Linked DNA regions of Mus musculus: all the other regions are linked to region 1. The links are chromatin contacts, called in public ChIA-PET and HiChIP or PLAC-seq maps. All regions are on one chromosome and are shown on one strand. The core of a region is the stretch at or near the end of the contact, and the rest is flanking DNA. Distances in the headings are between cores, read along the strand shown.

Region 1 (3,015 bases), core at 228-2,727:
AGGGAGTTCTGGGGTGGGAAATGGACCACCACACACACACACACACACACGTTCCAAAAGAACACCTCAGGACTGCTGACAGGGATCGGTGGGGGAGGGGAGAAGAAATCCATATCTGGAAATTGTCCCCAGGAAACCAGGACCAGGGGGAAAGTTCTGGAATTAAGGGTGAGAGCCCAGGAGGGAAAAGGAAACAGAGGAACCTGGTGTAATTTAGGGTGGGGAAGCTCTATCATTCATTCAACAAACACCTACTCTCAGACAACCTCGTGACAGGTACCAACCTCCCTACTACAACGCAATCACAAAAGGACAAGGAGGAGAGAGACCTATTATTGAGTACTGACTCCTATGATTTACAGTTATGTCTCAAGACCTAAGGCAAAAGTCTTCTTCATCATAAAAGTCACACCAAGAGGAGGAGGATGGTAGGTGCAAACACTGGACCAAATTCCTGCCCTGGTAAACTGTACTCACATGGTGGCCAATACCCATCTCTCCATCAACTCCACAGCAGCCCAGTCCTGAAAATAATGCAGTATCCACCAAGCGCTCCCACGGCTACCCAGCCCCCGTGGCCTCTTGCAAACACTGTGCCTCAGCAGCCCGCTGCGTGCAATGGGCAGCTTCCTGGAGAGGCATGGCTAGCAAAGCAAAGGGTCCCAAAGGACCAACCCTGCCAAAAGGCAAGTGCCAAGAAGGCAGGCGCTCTCTGTCCTGGCGCGGGGTAACCAATGGCTTATCCATGCCGCAGGACAGGACGATGAGCCCAGAACAGCCGCTGACTACAGAGATCTGAGCTAGTAGGGTCCACCTGAGGGTTGCTAAAATGATTTCCCGGACGTCAATCCTTAAACCTTCAAAAACCAACACAAGGCTAAAGAAGGGCAAATCAAATCCACAACTGCGCACTGCGGGGGGGAAACTTACCTCCAGGTGAAAGAGCGGCTGGGAGATGGAAAGACAACCCACGGATGATGGAGACCAGGTCGAGAGTCTTCTAAATCCAGTTGATAAGCACCAAGTAATCCACGTTAGGGGAACCCCAACCCTTTACCCCACTGTCCATCCAGCGCCCAAAGCCAAAGTGCGGCCACCACGCCGCGGCCCCGCGTGGGTAGCGCGGAGATTACGCGCTTCGCCTCCCAGGCGGCTGCCGCGCTATCTCCAGGAGCGGACCGGCGCCAAGAGCAGCGGGCGGAGGCCACCGAGGGCTCTGACCCGTGCATCCCGCCTCCTCGTACAGCTCTGCGCCTTTCTTCTATGAGCATCGCCAACGCAAACACACAATCCGCGCTAGGAGAAACCCCTATGGCGAATCCAGACTATCCTAATAGAAGCCTCGGGTTTGTAGTCGGGCAAGGATCCTGTGGTACAGGGAGGACGCTCGCCAGGCAGCAAAGCCCTGGAGGCGCAGAACCACAGCGTACAGCCCGAAACAGAAGAAGTGAACACTTTCTGCGCCACCACTGAGCTCTGCGAGCCGTTGGGCCATTCCAGCCTTTTTTATAGAGACGGGTTTGCGGGTGGGCACGGCCAGAGGGCGGAGTAAAGTGGTCGATTGGCCGAATGGTATCCTGGGAGTTGTAGTTTTGTCTTCTTACTCCTTCCGCTCATGGAGAATATTGGCAAAGGGTAGACTCACCACAGCTACCTCCCTTCGCAAACTTTGTAACGAAGAGATTCCATTCTGTTCTGGAATTTATCTCTTCTTCTAGAAGTTATCTCGTTGCCTTAGTTTCTTTTCCGTTGCTGTGATAAAATACTGTCAAAAGCAACTGACACTAAACAGCCACTTAATTTTTGACAAAGGAGACAAAGTCATACATTGGATTGCATATTTTCACCTTGTAAATAAATCAACTCAAGGCTGCATGAAAACAAAAAGCTGTGGAAAGCAAAGGAACCTGTAGAGTTAAGTGACAGCCCACAGAAGGGGGAAATCTGTGCCAGCTACAAGGGGTTACTATCTAGAATTTGCAAAGAAACGCAGACATTAAATACCAAAGAGGTAAAACTGCCAATCAAGAAACGGGCAGCTGAACTGAATTGACAGAGAGAGAGAGAGAGAGAGAGAGAGAGAGAGAGAGAGAGAGAGAGGAAAGCCAAGAGGAAAGGGAACTCAGATGGATAATAAAGGAAATGCAAAATAAAACTCTGATGAGATCTGTCCCACCCCAGTGAGAATTACTGTTGTCGACAAGTCTGTCAGGACACATTGGAGAAGCTGGGCAGAGGGAGTAGCCCTTACTCACTGTTGGTGGGAGGGGGAGTTAATTCAGCCAGTGTTCAGGTAGATCAGTTGGGAGATTTCTCGAAAAGTTGAAAATAGAGCTGCCCATATGACCCAAAATTTTACTCCTGGGTATATACCCAGAGAAGTCCATATCCTACCATAGAGTTTTTTGCACACACACACACATACACATACACACACACACATACACATACACACACACACATACACACACACATACACACACACACACACACACACACACACACACATACACACACACACACACACACACACACACACACACACACACACACGGTGTTTATTGATGCTTTATTTGCTACAGCAAAAAACCCAGCCTCAATCAAGATGTCAATCAGCAGATAAATGGATAATGAGAATCTGGTATGTATACAAAATGAAATACTATTCAGCTCTTAGGGAAAACTGAAATTTCAAAATTTTTGCAGGAAAATGGATGGGCTTAGAGTGGATAATATTAAGCAAGGTCATATAATCTCAGAAAGAAAAAGCCGTGCCATCTGCTTCATATGAGGAACCTAGCCAAAGCTCTGTGTATACACGTAAACAAGTACACGTGGGCACAGAATAACGTGAAGAAAAGAGAACAAGAAAGCCCAAAATATAACGGAAAGAAGAACTAACTGCAGGTAGTGGTCACAGTTGCAAAAGACAATGCAAAACCAATCGCTTTTATGGTTCTAACACTTTATTTTTTCTATTTTTTTTTTTTGTGGCGGGTGAGCACATAAAAATAA
Region 2 (3,015 bases), core at 315-2,814, 510 kb after region 1:
AGGGAGGGCTATGTCTAAGCAAGGCTTGTTTCCATGCGTGACAAGGACATCCTCTTTGAATGCCCCCTGGCCTGCCTGCATGACTCTGTCTGTCTGTCTGTCTCTCTGTCTCACACACACACACACACACACACACACACTCCTGGCTGGCCATTCCTTGGGCTCTGGCTTTCCTCAGTAGCAGCTTTCTCTTTGAGCTGTGGCTCACTCACTCTGTAATGGACCTCGAAGGTTCTGGTTTCCCGGGGCCTGGATGGCCAGTGAGCTCCTCTTCTTCTCATGCAATCATCCCGAAAGGGCTCCAGGTCCTCTCTGCCCCACCCCCAGCCTCCTGACTTATAGGAACCGAATATTAAGGCTCTCCACGGCAGGCCCCTTAAGACTCTCTTCACCTGAGTCCATAGCCGGGCTTCAGGGTGAATTAGAAACACTACTGTTAGGGGTTAGGTATGTAGACCACTGTATGTTGCTATTGGAGGAACCTCAAAGTGACCTCCAATCCAGAAAAGAAGACCAGTAGCCAGGGTGGGGTTCAAATCAGAGACTTCTGTCATAAACTAGCTAAGGTATGTCGTCGCACAGGTGAGCAGCCTTGAGCAGATAATAATATGACCGTAGTTAGGAATTGAGAGTGTGAGCCTTGTGTGGTGACCCTCAGCATAATAAAACACAACTTCTGTGGTACCAACTACACATGGCTGGCTACCTTCTTGCTCATGACAGAGGCTGGATCCTATCTAGTCCAGGAGCCAAGCTCACACTACGTCCTAGTCCCCAGCTGAACCCAGCATGGTCCCCACAGCCGTTCCTGTCCCGGCCCAGCCCAGGCCTGACTCACTCACCTTTCACACAGAGCCCTTTAGCGAAGAAGTTGCACACAGCTGAACTGGACTCTGGAGGAGAAAGAAACCGGAGGAGAAGGTGGCGTTCCCAGAGCTGGAGCCTTGCGGCAAGTCCCACCTAAGCCTCCGGGCTTGGAGCTGCGTGGGCCCCGACTACTCTCTCTGGCTGGGCTTTGGAGTTTTGTTGTTTACCTGTTCCTTTGCCCGTCTGTTTATGCAACTGTCTCGCCCTGTAGTTCAGGTTGGACAGAACCGCCACAATCCTCCCGCCTGCCTCTCAGCCCCTTGGCGGCCCCAGTCCACCATCAAAACCAGTTCTCATTTGTCTCCGTCTGTGGAGGCTGAGTCAACGGGGTACCCTCTTCCGAAACCCTTCCCCCACCGCCCAGAACCAGTCTCTAAATTCCACTTAAACTCAGCCCACCTCTGAGGCAGGAGGTGGAAGGTTTCGGGGGCACCCAGGGAGCTCTGGCAGCTCGGAAGTCTGCCTTTCTATCCCGGGCAGTGAATACCCAGAAGCTGTGTGGGAGAGACGCACAGCACCTCCAGGACCTGAGCAGGGGACACAGGCATCGCCACTCACTGTCCATGCCCTGGAAAGGCAGTAGCCCAGTGCCCTTCTGCGATTCCACATCCAGCTCAAAGGCGAACGTGAACCCTTGCAGCCCGGCAATGACCTCCTCCATCTTCCGTCTCCCGCCGGAAAAGCAGAAAGAGCCAAGATGCCAGAACCCCCGCAGGTGGCTCCTATATAGCCCATCCGCACCTAATCCTAATTAACGGGGCCAGGCCCTATCTGATGCTGGCCCCTCTTTCTCACCCTCTCAGGTCACCTCTTCCTTCAAGGGGCCAGGTGACTGCACGTGACTTTCTGGCTGAGTGTACCCCCAGAGGCTCCTCGGCTGCCTCAGCCCTCCCACCCACCCATGCAGGTGCAGGCCTTCCAGGGCCCCACACCCCCACACTGTTCACACAACCCCCATCCTCAGCTGGGGAAGGGATTGGCAAAGACTCACACCTGCTTATCTCTGCCGATCACAGAACAGAGCCGTTGCCAAACCAGTGTCCCATTGTATGTGTGGGGATATAACTACCCATTGATGCGAACCTACTGCATACAGCGATGCCCAGGTGTTGGGTGGAGTGGGATGGGGGTAGTCAGAGGGTGTGTGGGACAGAGGAAAGGTTCCTCCACTAGGTCCCAGCCACTCTCCCTCCCACCAGGCCCTCTGAGCCTCTTTTCTAGACGGAATGACAAACCCCAAGCGTGCTCTTCCTGGAAGGGGGGTGGGGGGGGACAAAAGGAATGCAGGCCAGAAGCATCGGAAACAGTTCCATGAAGGGCCCTTTGTTTACCCCGCAGGCAATCACAATGGTAAGCTCCGAAGGAGGTGGAACCGACCCAAGGCTGGGGGTGACCTCCCAGCGAGGAATCCACTGGGCCACCCCAGAGCCTCCCTTACCCGGAGAAAATGCTTTGTAAATGAAATATCCATGCAAATGTTGTTTTATTATTATTAGGCCAACCCTGCCCTGAAGGGCTGAGGACCTCAGAATCGGCTTTCTTAGGAGCATTTTTAAAGCTCTAATTAAACCAGGCTATTTCCTTCCCCCTCCTGGGTCCTGAAGTGGCCTGGCCTCTCCAGGAGCCACTGTTACCAGGACATGTGGGCTTTTTAGGCCCTAGGAACTAGAACTAGAGACATCTCCTCCCCGGGACCCAGCGGGGAGAGGTAAGCTTGGCGCTGCAGGCCTGTGGCTGAGCCGACAGGATCCAGCCTGCCAGCTTTGTTTCCTGCGGCTGTTATGCCTAGATCTGTTGTTCTTTTGAACTCCAGATCTGAAAAGACAGCAGCTGGAGAGATAGATCCGCGCTGGGAATGGCCTTGGAGCTGGGTGGGGCTGGAGTAAGAGTAGCCTGGGATCACCCTGTACCCGGGACTGTAGGCAGAATGGCTGTCTAGGGCTGGAGATCAAGGGTCCCTGGGGAAGAGGCTCTTGCATCTCTTGACCCTATCCTTAGGTATTGATTAGGTCCTTGGTCTGTCACCTTGGGATTATTTGAGAGTCCCATGGGTCTGCTAGAGAAGGCAGAGGGGGCAACCAAGGTGCGGAAAGCTCAAGGGCACACTGCAGAGCCACGTCCTGGAGGTCACTGCCATGGGTGGGGGCT
Region 3 (3,015 bases), core at 346-2,845, 380 kb after region 1:
TTACTGGGAAGGGAAGAAGAAAAGATTGGAGCAAAGGGATGCTGGGATAGAGAACGCAAGTCCTGTGGCGGGCGAGAAACTATCCAGTGGTCAAAATTGGACTCTGCCATGAGTCAGGAAAATTCATGACGTCACAGGTGTCTATAGCACTGAGATTTACACACCAGGGTATTCAGAGAACTTTCTTCACCAAGGGACAGTCAAAACGCCCAACCGGGTGGCAAGTGCATCAAGTGCTTACTTCCAAAGCACGACGACCTGAGTCTGAATCACAAGAGGCCACATGAAGCCAGGCATCCTGGCCACATCTGCCGTCCCAGCATTCCTGTGGCAAGATGGCAGGCAGAGGAACTACAATCCAGGAGGATAACCTGAAGCCCTCGAGGGCCAGCTAATCTGAGGTACACAACTGTAAGCAATCAATCAAGAGAGCCTGTCTCAGACAAGGTGCAAGATTGAGGTTGACACCTAAGTTGTCCCCGACAATCCCCTCCGTGATAGGTAGAGACTGGAAGATCCCTGGCTCCAAGCTAGCCTCATTAATGAGCTTCAGGACAAGGAGATGTCCTGAAAGAAGATGGACAGTCCTCCTGGGAATAACAGCCAAAGTTATCCTCCGGCCTCCCCATGTGTACACACACACACACACCTACACACACATAACCACACAGCCCTCCCCCGGGTGACCAACCATCCAGATCTTCCCAGGGCCATTGAGTCAGTGCCCAGGCTGCTGGGTCGCAACAGTGAAGGAAAACTGAACACACAGCTACAGAGCTTCAAGAAGGGCTTCCCCGTTTTAGCCCTGAAAGGAACAATGCCAGTCCTAACCACGGGGCCTCAGGGGTCAGGTTTATGCCTTGCCTCTCAACCTGTGATGCTCACACACCCAGCATAGACGGGGGTCTATTAAAGATGCAGAGTGCCAGGCTTCTGAGTGGATGACCCTGGGCCCAAACCTCAGCCAGCTCCCCAGGACATGCACGAAGGATACCGAACCACTACATGGGAGTTGTCCCTCACTCTATCTATGGCTCCAGGCATGCACTATTTCTTCTTGTGTTTACACCAAGGGGAACCTTCCAAATTCAGTGCTGGGTGAAAGACAGCATTTTGTATACAATTAGGGCCTTGCCCTGTAAGAGGCTGCACCAGACACCAACCAAATCCTTGGTCCATTTTCTTGTCTCTGTGTTTCAGGAAAGGGTGGGGCAACCGGATCATCTGGACCTCAGAGGCTGCTTTGTTTGGCTACAGCTTCCCAAACACAGCGCAGAGGAGTACCCAAGCCAGACAGGGCACACACAATAGCCTGCTTAGCAGAAACTCGGATGTAACAGCTAAGGCAGTCTCCCATGGGACCAGAGAGGGCCCCAGTTAAGGACCACAAGTCCGGACAAAGGAGAGAGGTGCTTACAGGAGTGAGTGTGAGCCTCCTGCCAGCTAACGGGTTCATTAGAGTCTTGAAAAAGAGGCCAGGTTGAACCCTGCAGGCTCCTGAAGAGAATCAGCTGGGTGACCAAAGGCTATCCCATGTCTAAGAGGAAGCCTTCTGTTGGTGACAGTAATGAAGACAAGCAGCCTCCAGCTGCTGGGAGCTCGTGCCATCTGCCCCTCCACCCACAACTGCTCTCTATTATTTAACCCACAGAAGGCAATAAGAAGCCTTTTGCCTTTCATTCCCGGACCATTCTGAGTCACATCAGCCGCTTTCTGATGGCGTTGTCTAAAAGGGGGTGGGGAAGTGATTGTTGTTGATAGCCACAGTGATCCATCTGCATCCTCCCCAGCTATCTAACAGAAGGCAGCTGAGAAGCCATCCCAGGCTGGGGCACTCACAGCTCTGCCCCCACTGCAGAGGAGTGCTGTTTACTATTTGTGTCACAGCGTGATGTTTGGGGACTGCCAAAAGCCCCCCATAACTGCCTCCAGACCAGCGGGGGCAGGGGCCTTACCCACCCTTACTGCTTGGGAGGAAGGCAAGCCTGTATATATTTTGCCAATTATAAAATGTGTTCTTGTGGGGCATGGTGGCGCACGCCTTTAATCCCAGCACTCGAGAGGCAGAGGCAGGAGGATTTCTGAGTTCGAGGCCAGCCTGGTCTACAAAGTAAGTTCCAGGACAGCCAGGGCTATACAGAAACCCTGTCTCAAAAAACAAAAACAAAACAAAACAAAACAAAAAATGTGTTCTTGACCTCCTCCCAGCACAATTTAGCATCTTGGAAAAGCTGGATTGGGGGACTGTAGCTTACCCAGCATGCACTAGGCCCTAGGTTTCATCCTCTGTATAGTATGAACTGGGTGTGGCAGTACACACCTGTAATCCCCCGCCTCCTGAGGGAAGGAGTTTAAACTTGTCCATGGATACAGAATAAGTTTGAGTCCTGCCTGGAATACATGTGACCTTGTCTCAAACACACACATACACTCACACACCAAAAACCTGTGCACACCACAGCACATGACAGAGGACAACTTGGTGGTAGAAGTTGGTGCTCTCCATCCATTTTGTAAACCCAGGGAATCGAACTCAGGTTGTCAGGTTTAACAGCAAGCCCCTTTATTCGCCAAGCCATCTCACCACCCCTGCACACACATTTTCTTTTGAGATGGAGTTCCAAAGTACCAATGTACCCAGGCTAATTTTAAACTCTCCTCATGACCCCAACTGGCCAGGAACACATGACTCCCCTACCTCAGTTTCCAGATACACACCACCAAGCCTGACTTGAATGTATGTCTTAAACCTACCAGTCTGGATTAGCATCAGTAGGGCCCCAGGCAAATACTGTGAAAAAAATAAAAATAAAAAGCTACCTTGAGTTTGAGCGATTTGAAAAAGGTAAAGTATCATACTCAAATGACAAGGATATCAAATAATCCCTCTTCCGGTTTATCCCATTATCCCATTATTTTTCTGTGTATGTAAGGATCCTATTCCTATGTTTGCATATATAAATTATATATATAATTTCCTTTATGGATATGATGTGATCAAACTAAGCCTAAAAG
Region 4 (3,015 bases), core at 311-2,810, 380 kb before region 1:
TAAGACAGTAGCCAAGGAAGGGAGTGCAGAGAAGTCAGGGGGAACATCCTTACAAAGCTAGCCCTGTACCATCAAATACCTTTTTTTCTAGTTATATATATATATATATATATATATATCAGGCTTTCTCTGTGTAACAGATCTGGCTGTCCTGAAACTCACCTTATAGACCAGGCTGGCTTCAAACTCAGAGCTTCCCCTGCCTCTGCCTTGCAAGTGCTGGGTTTAAAGGTGTGCGCCACCACACCCAGCTCTCACAAAGATAATTTTCTTTCGATGATTTATTTTGATTTTTAAAATTATGTGTGTGTGGGTGGTGGTGGGGGTGCCCCACGTGTGTGCAGGTGTCCCTGGATGCTGCCAGAGAGAATCAGGATACCTGGACCTGGAGTTGGCAGTTGTTTAAAGCCCTATCTGATGTAGGCGCTGAGGTCCAAACTCTTCCAGAAGAGGAGCAAGTATTTTTTGAAACGGAGCCATCTCGCTAATCTCCAACAATTAAATTTTAAAACCACCACCACTACCATTCAATTTGTATTATTTGTAGCACATAGTATGTTTTTCTTCTTATTTTTTATTGCATTTATTTATTTAGTGTATGTGTGTGTGTGTCTGTCTGTGTCTCTGTATGTGTTGTGTCTGTGTCTCCGTCTGTGTCTGTGTCACAGGACATGTGCAGCCTAGGTGTCAGCCAAGCCTTTCCAAAGAGTGTTTCCCAAACCTTAGAGACTTGAGTCAGAGACAGCCCATCTGTACACACAACCTCCACCCACCTCCAGCTTCCCCAATAAACAAAGGCACACTGAGTCAGCTCCTGGCACGGGGTTCCTAATCTGAAGGCCGTGCCTCTTGCCCCTCTCTCTGTGCAGCTCACAAGAGCCATCCAGCCAACTACTATGGCTTTAAAATTCAGCATCCTAGTGTTCATAGGCAGTGTCCTTTATTCTTATGACACAGACCCAAAACCTTAGGAAGGACACAGAGTGGACTAGGAGAACCTGTTCTTTTCAAACAGTTACATGGTACTAATTTGTCTTGAGAAGACAGGCCAGGAATCCACAGGGTATCTTTGCATATCCTGGATCACCCAATTAAAACCATCTGTGACCCGTTCTGCCTCATCTTTCCCTACGGGCTTAACAAGAAACTAGCAGGGAGGAGGAACGGGGAGCACTCCTGTGGCTCCTGTCTGTGCCTGGCACTGTGTTGAGGGGTACCTTCCGAAGTAGATTCTCTTTGACCCTCACGAGATGGCATGGGATGATTTTCTCATTGCTCTGAGAAAGTTATCTTACAAAAGCAACTTCAGAAAGGTTTCTTTGGGCTCAGGTTTGAGGGAGACAACCTGTGACGGTGAGGAAGGCGAGATGGCAGGATCTTAGGGTGGCAGGATCTTAGATGGCAGGATCTTCTGGTCCCAGTGTGTAGTTTCTCTTTTTCATTGTGTCCAGGATTTCAGCCCATGGTGCTGCCCATATTTAGATTGGGATTTCCCACCCGAATTTACCCAGTCTAGAGACTCCATCATGGTCATGGTCATGGTCATGGTCATGGTCATGACAACAGGCTGTTTCCTAGGTGATTCTAAACATTCTGTCAGTGTTATTGTTATCAGTGTTAACACAGGAGCCCTACAGTCTAGAGGGCATTATCCCCATTTTTCAGTGGAGGAGGTAATGAAGGCTATGGAAGATGACTCCTCTGGGGCCCACAGTGAGGTATGTAGGATTTTGGTCATAACCTATCCCCAATTCCCAGTCTTCCTTACAATTGTGCTGTGCTGTTACAGAGTCCTGGAACAAGGGCCGAAGTGACATTGCAGCTGGACCACTGAAACAGCTTGCAAACTCCGGTTCATGTGACTCGAGGCCAAGGACTCCAAGATGGAGTGATGAGGAGAAGGAGAGAGCCAGATCTTAGCCTTGCCATTTGGAAGAGGGCTTTGCTAGTCATCCTTTTGGATCCTGCAATTCATCGTCCTGAGTGGATTTGTTGCAAAAGCAAGATCAGGACCAATCTGACATCTACAATGGCATCGTCTCCTACAGGGTCCATGATCTGCCAGTAGGGGATTCTCTGAAGCAATTAGGACAGATGCATTGTACAAGCTTACAGGCATAACACGGCCATCAGGCAAGGACAGCACCTTCAAATGGATACAGGAGAGTAACATATGGATGGAGAAGACACACTGTGAGCTCTCGCAGGCAACTTTTTCACTGTGTCTCTTCCTTCAGGCAACAGAGCCCTGGAACAAAACAGAATCTGGAAAATAGACATTGCATCGAATCTCATGTAGCTTCCAATTGTGCTTAAGCTTGTCTAAGGTGGAGGTTCGGGGAGGAGGAACTGTAAAATAATGTTTGGAACATTCTTCCTAAGATCCATAGCTCCACTTTGACTTCTTCAACATTAAGAGGGATAAAGTCCTGGTTGCTTCTGCTGTGTTCCCAAGGCTCATGAAAGCCAGACACTAGACTCCTGTTGGATCTAAAAGGAAACTCCTAAATAAGTCCACAATGTTACTGGGAAAATGTCTTGAAGGGCCAGTGTTTCTGATTTCTCAGGTACCAGCCATTATCTCAAGATCATCTTTTATTAAGAAATTGTCTCCCCCCACAAAAATAAAAAATTGTCCCCCCCAAAAAGTAGGCGGGGAAATGGATTAGCATGCTGGAAAAAGGCTAGAGGCTGGGAGTAAAAAGCGACAAAGGTTTGGCATAGAGGATTTTGCATCTTATTCCGAAGTTCACATTATATAGCATCTTCCATGGTATGTGACTGCTGATAAATATTCATTGGAAGAAGGAATAACCTAATGTGATGCAAATCACATGCAAAGCAATATGTAAATCAATCCATTCTATGAAGTCAATAGGTGAGGTACCATGCATATTAAAAGTACAGAGGGACAGCTTCTAAAGATCTAGGAGAGGCTCCTAATGCTAGCAGGGACCTTCCAGTCTTTAAAGGACCCATTAGTCAGAGGAGATTCCCCTGTCAAAGAATGACACC
Region 5 (3,015 bases), core at 296-2,795, 360 kb after region 1:
ATGTTAAACATACACAAAGACCGAGATGGAGCTAGCATCCTCTCAAGTCTCACTATCCGAGACAGATCACAGCGTAAAACATCCCCCAAGTACCTCATTGTGTCTTTTGACAGCTACTGGTTAAAAGAAACGATTCCCATTTGCCAGCCAGCAAAATCAAACCAAAGGGAGTTGTGCGTCTCCATGGCGGCCAGAGAGATAGGAAAACACTCTTCTAAGTTCACTGCATAACTGAGTTCCTGAGAACTCAGAGCCCTGGCCACCCACCACTTATCACAGTGTGAGCCCAGCACGCCTCTTCTTCCACTCACTGTTTGAAAACTCTGGCTACTCTCTAAGGGTGGTGGAAAGCCAGATGTCTGGTCCCTCTTGAGAGCTACTTAGATGATTTTTTTTTTAATGTAGCCTGGAACTTACTGTGTAGCAGAGAGTGGCTTTGAACTCCTGATCCTCCTGCCTTCCACCTCCCAAAGCCGGAATTGCCAGAGTGTGCTACAATAGCTGGTTTTTGTGGTACTGGGGAATCAAACTCAGAGCTTTGTACATGGTAAGCAAGCACTCTACCATAGGGGCTCCATCTCCAGCCGTTGGAGCTACGTAAAAGCACAGGGCGCAGGCGACATCACACACTTGTGGGATTCCCCAAATCTGCACCTTATTTAACTCCATGGGGGAGTTAAATCTTGCCAGGCAGTCTGCTTCAGACTTTCTCCAGAGCTGGATATTGACATCATAAACTGGACCAGTGACCAGGACAGGGGACCATTCTCCACCCATCCTATAACTTGAGAGAAGCCAACAGCGGGCTGACAGCACAGAGCAGCCAGCTCCCATGACTCCAGTAAATTTCCTTCTGTCCTTTTCTGTCTCTTTCCCTGTCTTTTAAATGTTGCCTCCGCACTTCAAAACGCTGGTTTAGTTAAAGCGAGGCACTGCGTGGGCTTAAGGGAGCTGGCACAGAACTCGTGGACCGGACTTTACCAGAGACGCCCATGAGACAGATTCAGGATCTGGACCACTAGCATGAACATGAAAAAGTTCTCCAGGAGGCAGGCATGCTGCCGGCTCTCCAGCCTCCCCCAGACCTGCCACAGGTGGAGGTGGGAGGGGCCTCCGAATGGCTGCCACTGATACCACAGGTCCCTTGTCCCCTATACACACCACCATGAAACAATGAATGAAGAGACCCTTGGCTGTGCACTCAGGAGCTTCGCATCACTGTCTCCAGCTCATCCTAGGGTGGAGCAGAGGGGTCCCAAACACCCTCCTCCCCCTGCCACCTGTCACAGCCCCTGCTGCTCTTCCAGGACTTGCACCTTAGGGCACCCCTTTGCAAGCTCCAGGCCGCTGCACACTCTCGAGACTGCCCGGCACCCCGGGCCTGAAGGAGAGAAAAGGCGACTCACTAGGGTGCCCTCTCCAGCCCCCTCTCCACTTCCATCAGCCCCCGATGCCACTCGCTCGCCCGGCTCCACTCTCGCGGTCACTTCCTGCTTCACTCCAGCACACGTGGCCCTCCACCGCCGGGCCCCGCCCCTTCGCAACCGGCGAATCCTGCCTGGAGAATAAAGTCTCAGGTTCACAGGCTTCCGTGCTCGCAGGAACAGAGGCGGGCGGGCAAAAGCAGCACTCTCCCCTTCCCCCAAGTCCACAAATGCAAAGGCGAAGGCCTAGGGCAGTGCACACACCCCAGGAAATCTTGGGGAGGCTACAGACACCCAAAGAAGGGGCACTTTGGATCAGTTCTGACGTACTTAATGTTGTCTACATCTTTTGTCATATGTCCTAAACATGACAACATAGGTCCTAACTGAGCTACGGAGCCAGTGTCAAGATGGGCAACATTCTGAAGGTCAATGGCTTTATTCTCAAGGTCAATACCTTCCATTAGAAGGATGCCCAGGCTCTGCATTCTACTTGAGCTTGCAATCTTTCACTTGCTGACTACAGCCTGTCAATGTCAATATTGAGGACCCACTGAGGGCCACATATGCGAAGCATCACCCCAGGTCATAGGCTTTCCGCTCCAGGGCTTCTATGAAAACACCTTGACTAGATTTAGCTGCAATAAAATGAAGGCCAGATATCTGGTTCAATTTGAATGTCAGGAAAACAACAAATAGTTTCTTATTATAAGTATGCCCTGTGCCCTGTAAGGGATGCACACATGCAAATGTCATGACTGTTTTTTGAAATGTAAAGTTAAATGAGTGGTCAGTGTTGCATTTGGCAGCCCAAGCATAAAGTACTCAGGACAGGAGAACAGCCTGCAGTTGGAGTATACAAAGAAGACAGTAAGAGCAGGCATCTATTACCCTCTTAGAGAGCGGTGTGCCTTCCTAGTGAGGACCACTCTGTATTCGCAGCGATGAAGGAAGAACTCTCTTAGGGTGGTTGTCCAGCTCTCAGCGAATGCCCAATCAGCTCCCACCAGGTTTTATTAACTTATATACACGCTAGGCTTAAGCATTTCACATACATTGACATCCTTCAATCTCAGGTCCTGGACCCAGGTAACCCTTTGAGCAACTTAAAAAGAGGCTGCAGACTGCAAGTCTGGCCACATAGGCAGCTAGGAGATTTACACAGCAAAGACATTGCACGCTGCCAGAACGATTTTGAGTGCAGCCGGTGCTGTTCTCTTTCTGAATAGTTGTTACCCAGGGTCATCTTGTCCACCTGGTGGAATGATGGTTTTCTAGACAGCAGCACAAAGGATTTCATGGCAGACCTGGATTTAACAATGGTTGTGACCCTGCACTCCCATCCACCCCAGCCCCAACTGCCCTTTAGGGGTATGTCTTCCATATGGGAAAAACCTAATGGCTGGTTGTTAAGTCAGGGTCGTCTCCCTTGTCGTGGGAATCAAAGTCTAACGATTGAGCGATCCTGGAGAGTAAATACTCACATCCTAGCATTCCTAAGCTTCGCTTTTCTCTAACAGGTCTTTGTGCACACTGCTTATTATCTTTGGGGTATTTTGAAAGTTGTGCTCCTTAGTTAAATTCCACTTGT
Region 6 (3,015 bases), core at 215-2,714, 340 kb after region 1:
CTCCCTGGGAGGAAACATGGATTTTCTTCATCTCACTTGGGGAAGTGTATACAGGTGTGTACGATTGTCACACACCATTGCCACACTGGAGCGTCCTCTGAGAGGCAGATGTGTACAGAGATCTGGCCTCCACTCCCTAACCTCCCCAAATCCTTAGCCTGGTGTGTGTCACCATCAGTCCCTGGACCTGAAGCCACTCACACCCACCAGTCTGTAAGCGTCGAGAGGTCACCCCAACATGCTCAGTGACACGCCTCTGGGTTCTTCATCCCTTTCCTGGCAGGAAGTCCCCAGCCACCTGACATAATGTCACAGCACATGGACAACAGCTAGCTGGAGGGGGGTCGGAAGCGAGGCGCTGCAGAGAAAAGCACCTGCACAGACACTGTGGTTCTGTCACCAAGGGCCTGGAGGGTGACGGTCCGGATGCACTCAGGGTCTGTGCGCTCAAATCTCTCTCAAGGATACAGTCAGCCTCAGAAAATCTAAAGGCTTTTCTGCATTCAAGTGGCCTCTGAGCTGCTTGATTTGAGTCTGTGGCTGCAGAGGAAAGGAAAAGGCTGGCAGCAGAAAAATTCCAGTCTAGAACAATGTCTTTGGTGACTCACAAAGAAACAACTTTGACGTTTCCTGTGCGTTCGTGCGTGTGTGTATGTGTGTGTGTCTGTATATGGGTATACATATGCCACACCCCACTTATAGAAGTGAAAGGACATTCCAAAGTGTTAAGTCTTCACTTTCTTCCTCATTTAACACAGGGCTTCTTTACAGTTCACTGCTGAGTGTGACAGGTGAGCGGCCCACATGCTCTTGGGGAGTCTCCTGTCTCCATGTCTCCTTCATCATAAAAGTACTGGTATTACACGTGTGTGCTAGCATGGCAGGCTTTATGTGTTTCTGGGGATGTGAACTGGTCTTCATGGTTGGGTGGCAAAGGCCTCACTCACTCAGCCATCTCCCCTGCCCAGTTGTCAACGCCGTGGGGCTTCACTTCCAGTCAAGTAGTGCGGCCCTTGCCAAAGGCTGGGGCGGACTGGGCTTGAACTGACGTGTGTATTGCTAAATACAGTTTCTCAAGGGAAACGGATGGCCCAGGAGTTTCTTGTTTGTGTTTGGTCTTGGTGGGTGGGATCACTTTTAAAATGGAAGTGATAGAAACCGTCCATGTTTGAAGGATAAAATGTGACTTTTTACAGTGGTTCTCAACCTTCCTGATGCTGTGACCCTTTAATATAGTTCCTCATGTTCTGGTGACCCCAACCATAAAGTTATTTTTGTGACTACTTCATGACTGTAATCTTGCCATTCTCATAAATTGTGATATAAACATCTGATACACAAGATAAACAACACATGACCCCTGTGAAAGACCCATTCAAACCCCAGAGAGGTGGAGACCCACGGGGTTGAGGACTGCCATTTCTGAGTAGGTTTAAACTCAAGACCTTGTGATCACAGTAGCACATATACTTGCCACCGCCAGAGTCACATGGCCTACTGATTGTCACTCCCTGTCTTCTCATGCCACAGTCAGTGACTCATTGTCCTTCTGTCAACTCGCTTGCCGTTTGTGGTATTTTAAGTGGATGAAATCATAATGTTTGCTTTCTTCTTTATATTTATGTGTTTAGTTTACGTGTATATGTGTGGTCCGGCACCACCTAAGTGTAGGTGGCTGCTGAGGCCAGAGAGAGCATCTGATCCCCTGGAACTAGTTACCGATGCTTGTGAGCCACCATGTGAGTGCTGGGAACTGAATCCAGGTCCCCTGGAAGATCAGCTGGTGCTCCTAACCACTGAGCCTTCATTCTAGCTCAGATCCATTTTCTTCTACATTTGTCTCCCTTCGTTGTTATTGAGAGATCCAATCACTCTATATGCTCAAGTACCTTATTGTTTTTATTTATGCATGGCTTTACATGGCTAGGCCTCAATTTGTGCTTCTACTCAGTTGCAATAAGACCTTTAGGCTGATTTTAATAGAGGGCAATACAAATAAAGTCGCAATTAATATTCCTATTCAGTTTCTTAAAAGAAATAGCTGTATTGGACCTGGGGGTGCTATAAGTTATATCCATTTGTAAATCTTTGGAAGGAAGTGTGCACTGTTCCTACGGAAGGAAGCCAACTCATGAGAACATGGTGTACACCTATGCTTGGCATATGGGTTCTAGAGTCCACCCTGAAATGGTCCCTGTGCAATAGGCTTGAGTCACCACTGTAATCCCCAAGTGCCTGGCAAGGTCTGGGCCCAGAGCTGAGAGCCAAGCTCTCATGAAATACTTGAATACCAGCAAGACTAGAGCCAAAGGGGCCTTCCAGCACCTAACCAACTGCCATAGATCATCACTGATGAAATTCCAGGAAATACGTTTCTTAAAGCAAACACCGTCACCCAGGACATATCTGGGCTTCAAACATCCAGTCTGATGTAACACTGACTCCCACTGCACTGTGGAAGCAGAGCTGAAAAGCAATTGGCCCCTCAGCCTGGTCTCGTTTTAAATCTAAGCTCTAAGTACAATTCAACTGCTTACAAGCAGGTCCCATGTGCAATGCCCACCTGAACTGGAGCTCCCAGGAGCTTTGGCCTTAGCGACTCCCTAAGGGAGATCACAACGTCAAATGATACTTAGTGGTGTGAGTTAACATGTTCGTGTGTGTGTGTGTGAGTGTGTGTGTGTGTGTGTGTGTGTGTGTGTGTGTGTAGGCCAGAGGTCAACACGGGGTGACTTCCTCATTTGTTCCCCACATTGTTTGCTTGAGACAAGGTCTCTCACTGAACATCATTTCCACCAGTTTGGCTGCTCAGTGAGCCCCAGAGACCCCTCTGTCTCAGCTTCCCCAGCATTGAGATTACAGGAACATGCTGCCCTGCCTGCCCTGTGCAATGGTCCCAGGAATCCAAGCCCAAGTCCACATGCGTGCATGGCAAACACCCGACTGGCAACATCAAACAACCCTCAGTCCCAAGACTTAAGTTTCTTTGTTTGAATTCAACGCTCCTTTTCCACA
Region 7 (3,015 bases), core at 267-2,766, 270 kb after region 1:
TGTACCACATAAAAAGCGAGTTAAATGCATAAACAACTGCACCACGGCCGATGGTAACAGCCACGCTTGCTCCTGGCTTCGTGCTGGGTGTGTTCAGAGATTTGCATAAGCTTCGCCATTATTAAACAGGGAGGTGTGTGTGTGTGTGTGTGTGTGTGTGTGTGTGTGTGTGTGTTCCGTGGGTTACTGTGGAGACTGGCCTCTCTGAGGGTGATATTTTAAAAAAAAAGAAAACAAATCGTGACGACCCCTTAACCCTCAGACCCTTCAGCTGCTCCATCTCAGATGCCGGTGGCTGTATGGCTTCCTACCCAAGTGTTAGGGAGCAGGGGGATGGATGGATGATGGGAAGATCCCACCCCAAGTGCACTCAGGAACTGCCCTTTGAGGGCCAGAAAGATGGCTTAGGAGGTGCAAGCCTGAAGACTTGAGTGTGACCCCTAGATCCCACAGTAGAGAACAGACTCCTGAATCTTCCTCCATGCAGTTCCCTTTGCATGTGCAGCCCTGTGCGCTCACGCTCTCTCTCTCTCTTTCTCTCTCTGTCTCTCTCTCTCTCTCTGTATGTCTATCTCTCTGTCTCTCTCAATATATCTCTCTCAGTCACACAAAACCAAGTAAACATTTTTTTAATTAAACTGAGCCCCGCCCCCAGACGTTATTTTTCTTATTTTCCATGTGTGCCTGCATGTATCTACGTTTGTGTGACACCTGAATGCTGGCTCCCACAGAGGTCAGAAGAGGGCACACGCTCTCCTGGAACCGGAGTTATGGATAACTGTGAGCCACTATGTGCTGCTGGGAACTGAACCTAGGTCCTCTGCAAGAGCATCAAGTGTTCTTAAGCACAGAACCATCTCTACCACCAAGAGGATAGATGGAACAGCGCCAGGGTATCTTAGCTGTGTCCATGCCTACCCACCACCCTCAACCACCCACACGCTCGGTCACACGTTGACCCCTCAGAAGCCTGAGGCCTTAAATCTACTAGAGCAGCACACTGACCACAGCTCAGATATGCCTGTCACTGTAAGAACAGGGGTGGGGTAGAGGGGGTGTGAATGTGATGCAGATACATGAAGAATGAAACACTGCCTAGGGTTAGATGAGATCAGCCACATACAGAGAATGGCGAGCACCACAGGCTCTCTTCTGGCTTAAGGTGGCTCTTGACATGAGATGACAGCACTGCTGTTCTGGGGAATCCCTGTCTTGCTGCACATCTGGTGTCCAGGTGAGATGGTGACAGGGTTCTGTACACAGATGCCCTTGGTAAACACAGCCTCAGCCTGTGCAGCAGGTAACATGTCTTTCTCGTGCTGTGGTAACTACCTTGATGTGGCAGGCTTCTCTTCCAGGACTCACTAACTCTAACCTCCAGTGATTTTCCATTCACACTCCCTCCTTGAAACCCGGCAGCCCCACAAGATGGGCAAAGGGGCATACATCTCTCTGGGACACACACGTGACTGGTGCCAGCTGTTCCTGACTTTCTGCCTCAGTCCTGCGTGTGCCTAGCTGAGTGAGTCACCTTCCTTCCTGCCGCCACAAGGGCTTTGGACAGCTCAGTCTTGCTGCATCACCTAACAGCTTCCAAATGGCAACGCGAAATATACACAGCTCCTTCCCAAACTGCGAAAAGAAATGCTCTGCTTCCTTCTCACCCACCTGCGGCCTCCTGCCCTGCCCTTCCTCCCCCCTTTCTACCCACGGCCCTTAACCCAGCTCTGTACAGGAAGCCAAGAGTGGGCTGCTGGGGGTGGGAGGCCACACCCCTCTAAGGCTCCAGAATTGAGGATCTCCATGCTTGTGCAGTGGAATTACAATTATTACCGTTGTTATTATTACTTTTACCATGCGTGGTTTGAGGCCAGTGTCTGGCCCACAATACACAAGACGGAAGCCACCCACTCCTCAAAGAGGCAGCTGCTGAGAGGAATGGCACTTTTTTTTTCAGAAGGAATAAAGAGGAAGTAGAAAGAAGAGGAAGGAGAGATGAGATGAAAAGAAGGTGGGTCAGAGAGGCAGACAGGGGGCAGGAGAGTGATTCTGCATGTGCCTCGCATGAACACAAAAGGCCTCAGGATGCAGAATGCACACACGGAGAACTAAACGCTGACTTTCTGTTCATTGTGGCTTGCTGTCCCCAGGTGAGGAAGAAAGAGCGCAGAACCACCCACAAACTCACACCCAAATTAAGTCAATATGGCTAGAGGGCCAGCTCCATAGATAAAGGGCTTGCTACATAAGCCTGATGACCTGGGTTCGGATCTCAGCACCCACGTGTGGGTGCAGCAGTGTGCACATCTGAGATCCCTGCACTCCTACAGGAAGATGGGATGCAGAGGCCAGACCCTCCCCACACTCCTAGGACCGCTAGCCAGGTCCACACAGTGCTGAATGGTAAGATGCTGTCTAAAGCAAGAGAGATGGGTAAGGTCAGACTCCCATGGAAGGTGCATGCATGCACGGGCACCCACACGTACCAGGCACACCAGAGAGCATTATGGGAGGGCCATATTACCCTCAGGCAGTAGCATCCCAGGGCTCCTGCTGGCATTCCCAGCATTCTTTGCTGCTGGCTTTCCCAGCACTCCCAGCGTTTTTCACCTTTCGGGTGTTGTTTTACCCACGGGTAGAAGATAAAATGGCAAACTAACTGCAAAGCACAGCGACATGAATGGCAGTGCGTACCAGACCCCCAAGTTCCCTGCTGTCCTCCTAACTCACTGTAGACCGACGTCAGGCACATCTGCCTCGGGTCCCAACGGTGCCCTTTGCTGTGTTCCATGTCACCTGTACTCTTTGCTTCCCTGCTGGGGTATCTCAAAGCTACCAACAACCAGATCTAGGGAGAAACAGGCTGGCCAGGCTCTGATGTTAGCTGTCCATGGGACTTGCCCGTTTCAAGTTCGCATACACCAGCCTTCATGCTCAGGAGGTTCAGAGTGGGGACTCCTTAACTTCTCCTGGGTATTGGACTCTGTGGGCTTTCCAGCCCCCTAGAGCAAAGAT

Evidence for each region. ChIA-PET counts read pairs in DNA pulled down with a chosen protein or histone mark. HiChIP or PLAC-seq counts read pairs in DNA pulled down with a chosen protein or histone mark.
Region 2: a contact with region 1 is called in an H3K4me3 HiChIP or PLAC-seq map of embryonic forebrain, with 4 times the contacts expected there. The contact joins the promoter of Cpsf4l here to the promoter of 2610035D17Rik in region 1. A contact is called at or near these places in 1 of 39 promoter capture datasets (embryonic stem cells), 5 of 484 Hi-C or Micro-C datasets (the G1E-ER4 cell line, the P5424 cell line, cortical neurons and 2 more), 7 of 115 datasets of contacts at active chromatin or transcription factors (embryonic basal ganglia, embryonic forebrain, embryonic hindbrain and 4 more) and 1 of 9 other capture datasets (embryonic stem cells).
Region 3: an H3K4me3 HiChIP or PLAC-seq map of embryonic forebrain shows a contact between it and region 1, with 5 times the contacts expected there. The contact joins the enhancer-like site here to the promoter of 2610035D17Rik in region 1. A contact is called at or near these places in 1 of 15 datasets of contacts at CTCF or cohesin (the NIH/3T3 cell line) and 11 of 115 datasets of contacts at active chromatin or transcription factors (astrocytes, embryonic basal ganglia, embryonic forebrain and 5 more).
Region 4: a contact with region 1 is called in an H3K4me3 HiChIP or PLAC-seq map of neural tube, with 3 times the contacts expected there. The contact joins the promoter of 1700012H19Rik here to the promoter of 2610035D17Rik in region 1. A contact is called at or near these places in 2 of 115 datasets of contacts at active chromatin or transcription factors (embryonic stem cells and neural tube).
Region 5: an H3K27ac HiChIP or PLAC-seq map of embryonic stem cells shows a contact between it and region 1, with 7 read pairs. The contact joins the promoter of Slc39a11 here to the promoter of 2610035D17Rik in region 1. A contact is called at or near these places in 1 of 484 Hi-C or Micro-C datasets (embryonic stem cells), 10 of 115 datasets of contacts at active chromatin or transcription factors (astrocytes, embryonic basal ganglia, embryonic forebrain and 5 more) and 1 of 9 other capture datasets (embryonic stem cells).
Region 6: a FOXA1 HiChIP or PLAC-seq map of pancreatic cancer cells shows a contact between it and region 1. The contact joins the enhancer-like site here to the promoter of 2610035D17Rik in region 1. A contact is called at or near these places in 1 of 484 Hi-C or Micro-C datasets (pancreatic cancer cells) and 7 of 115 datasets of contacts at active chromatin or transcription factors (embryonic stem cells, forebrain, neural tube and 3 more).
Region 7: an RNA polymerase II ChIA-PET map of memory CD8 T cells shows a contact between it and region 1, with 6 read pairs. The contact joins the enhancer-like site here to the promoter of 2610035D17Rik in region 1. A contact is called at or near these places in 1 of 15 datasets of contacts at CTCF or cohesin (the NIH/3T3 cell line), 9 of 115 datasets of contacts at active chromatin or transcription factors (embryonic stem cells, forebrain, memory CD8 T cells and 2 more) and 1 of 9 other capture datasets (embryonic stem cells).

What each region holds. Positions count from the first base shown.
Region 1 is chr11:113,200,361-113,203,375 of GRCm38.p6, forward strand. It overlaps 2610035D17Rik (RIKEN cDNA 2610035D17 gene), which reads right to left and starts at 1,478. Exons shown (of 3, transcript NR_015556.2): 1 at 931-1,478. It overlaps 4732490B19Rik (RIKEN cDNA 4732490B19 gene), which reads right to left. Exons shown (of 4, transcript NR_040276.1): 4 at 2,955-3,015.
Region 2 is chr11:113,707,962-113,710,976 of GRCm38.p6, forward strand. It overlaps Cpsf4l (cleavage and polyadenylation specific factor 4-like), which reads right to left and starts at 1,565. Exons shown (of 8, transcript NM_026682.2): 1 at 1,426-1,565; 2 at 843-893. The coding sequence starts at 1,528.
Region 3 is chr11:113,582,711-113,585,725 of GRCm38.p6, forward strand. It overlaps a transcript of Slc39a11 not described here. Among named protein-coding and RNA genes, the nearest start is that of Slc39a11, 18 kb to the left of the region's middle. Within about 2 kb of position 1,596, at least 22 of the 459 cell types and tissues checked have an H3K27ac peak or open chromatin away from gene starts, as enhancers often do. A contact at or near this core is called in embryonic forebrain, where this site is marked.
Region 4 is chr11:112,823,568-112,826,582 of GRCm38.p6, forward strand. 1700012H19Rik (RIKEN cDNA 1700012H19 gene) reads right to left here and starts at 1,561. Exons shown (of 2, transcript NR_130164.1): 1 at 1,346-1,561.
Region 5 is chr11:113,564,270-113,567,284 of GRCm38.p6, forward strand. It overlaps Slc39a11 (solute carrier family 39 (metal ion transporter), member 11), which reads right to left and starts at 1,546. Exons shown (of 10, transcript NM_027216.5): 1 at 1,407-1,546.
Region 6 is chr11:113,536,372-113,539,386 of GRCm38.p6, forward strand. The region is part of intron 3 of Slc39a11 (solute carrier family 39 (metal ion transporter), member 11); the gene reads right to left. Among named protein-coding and RNA genes, the nearest start is that of Slc39a11, 28 kb to the right of the region's middle. Within about 2 kb of position 1,465, at least 79 of the 459 cell types and tissues checked have an H3K27ac peak or open chromatin away from gene starts, as enhancers often do. A contact at or near this core is called in pancreatic cancer cells and thymic regulatory T cells, where this site is marked.
Region 7 is chr11:113,468,610-113,471,624 of GRCm38.p6, forward strand. The region is part of intron 4 of Slc39a11 (solute carrier family 39 (metal ion transporter), member 11); the gene reads right to left. Among named protein-coding and RNA genes, the nearest start is that of Gm51928, 11 kb to the left of the region's middle. Within about 2 kb of position 1,517, at least 89 of the 459 cell types and tissues checked have an H3K27ac peak or open chromatin away from gene starts, as enhancers often do. A contact at or near this core is called in the NIH/3T3 cell line, memory CD8 T cells and pancreatic cancer cells, where this site is marked.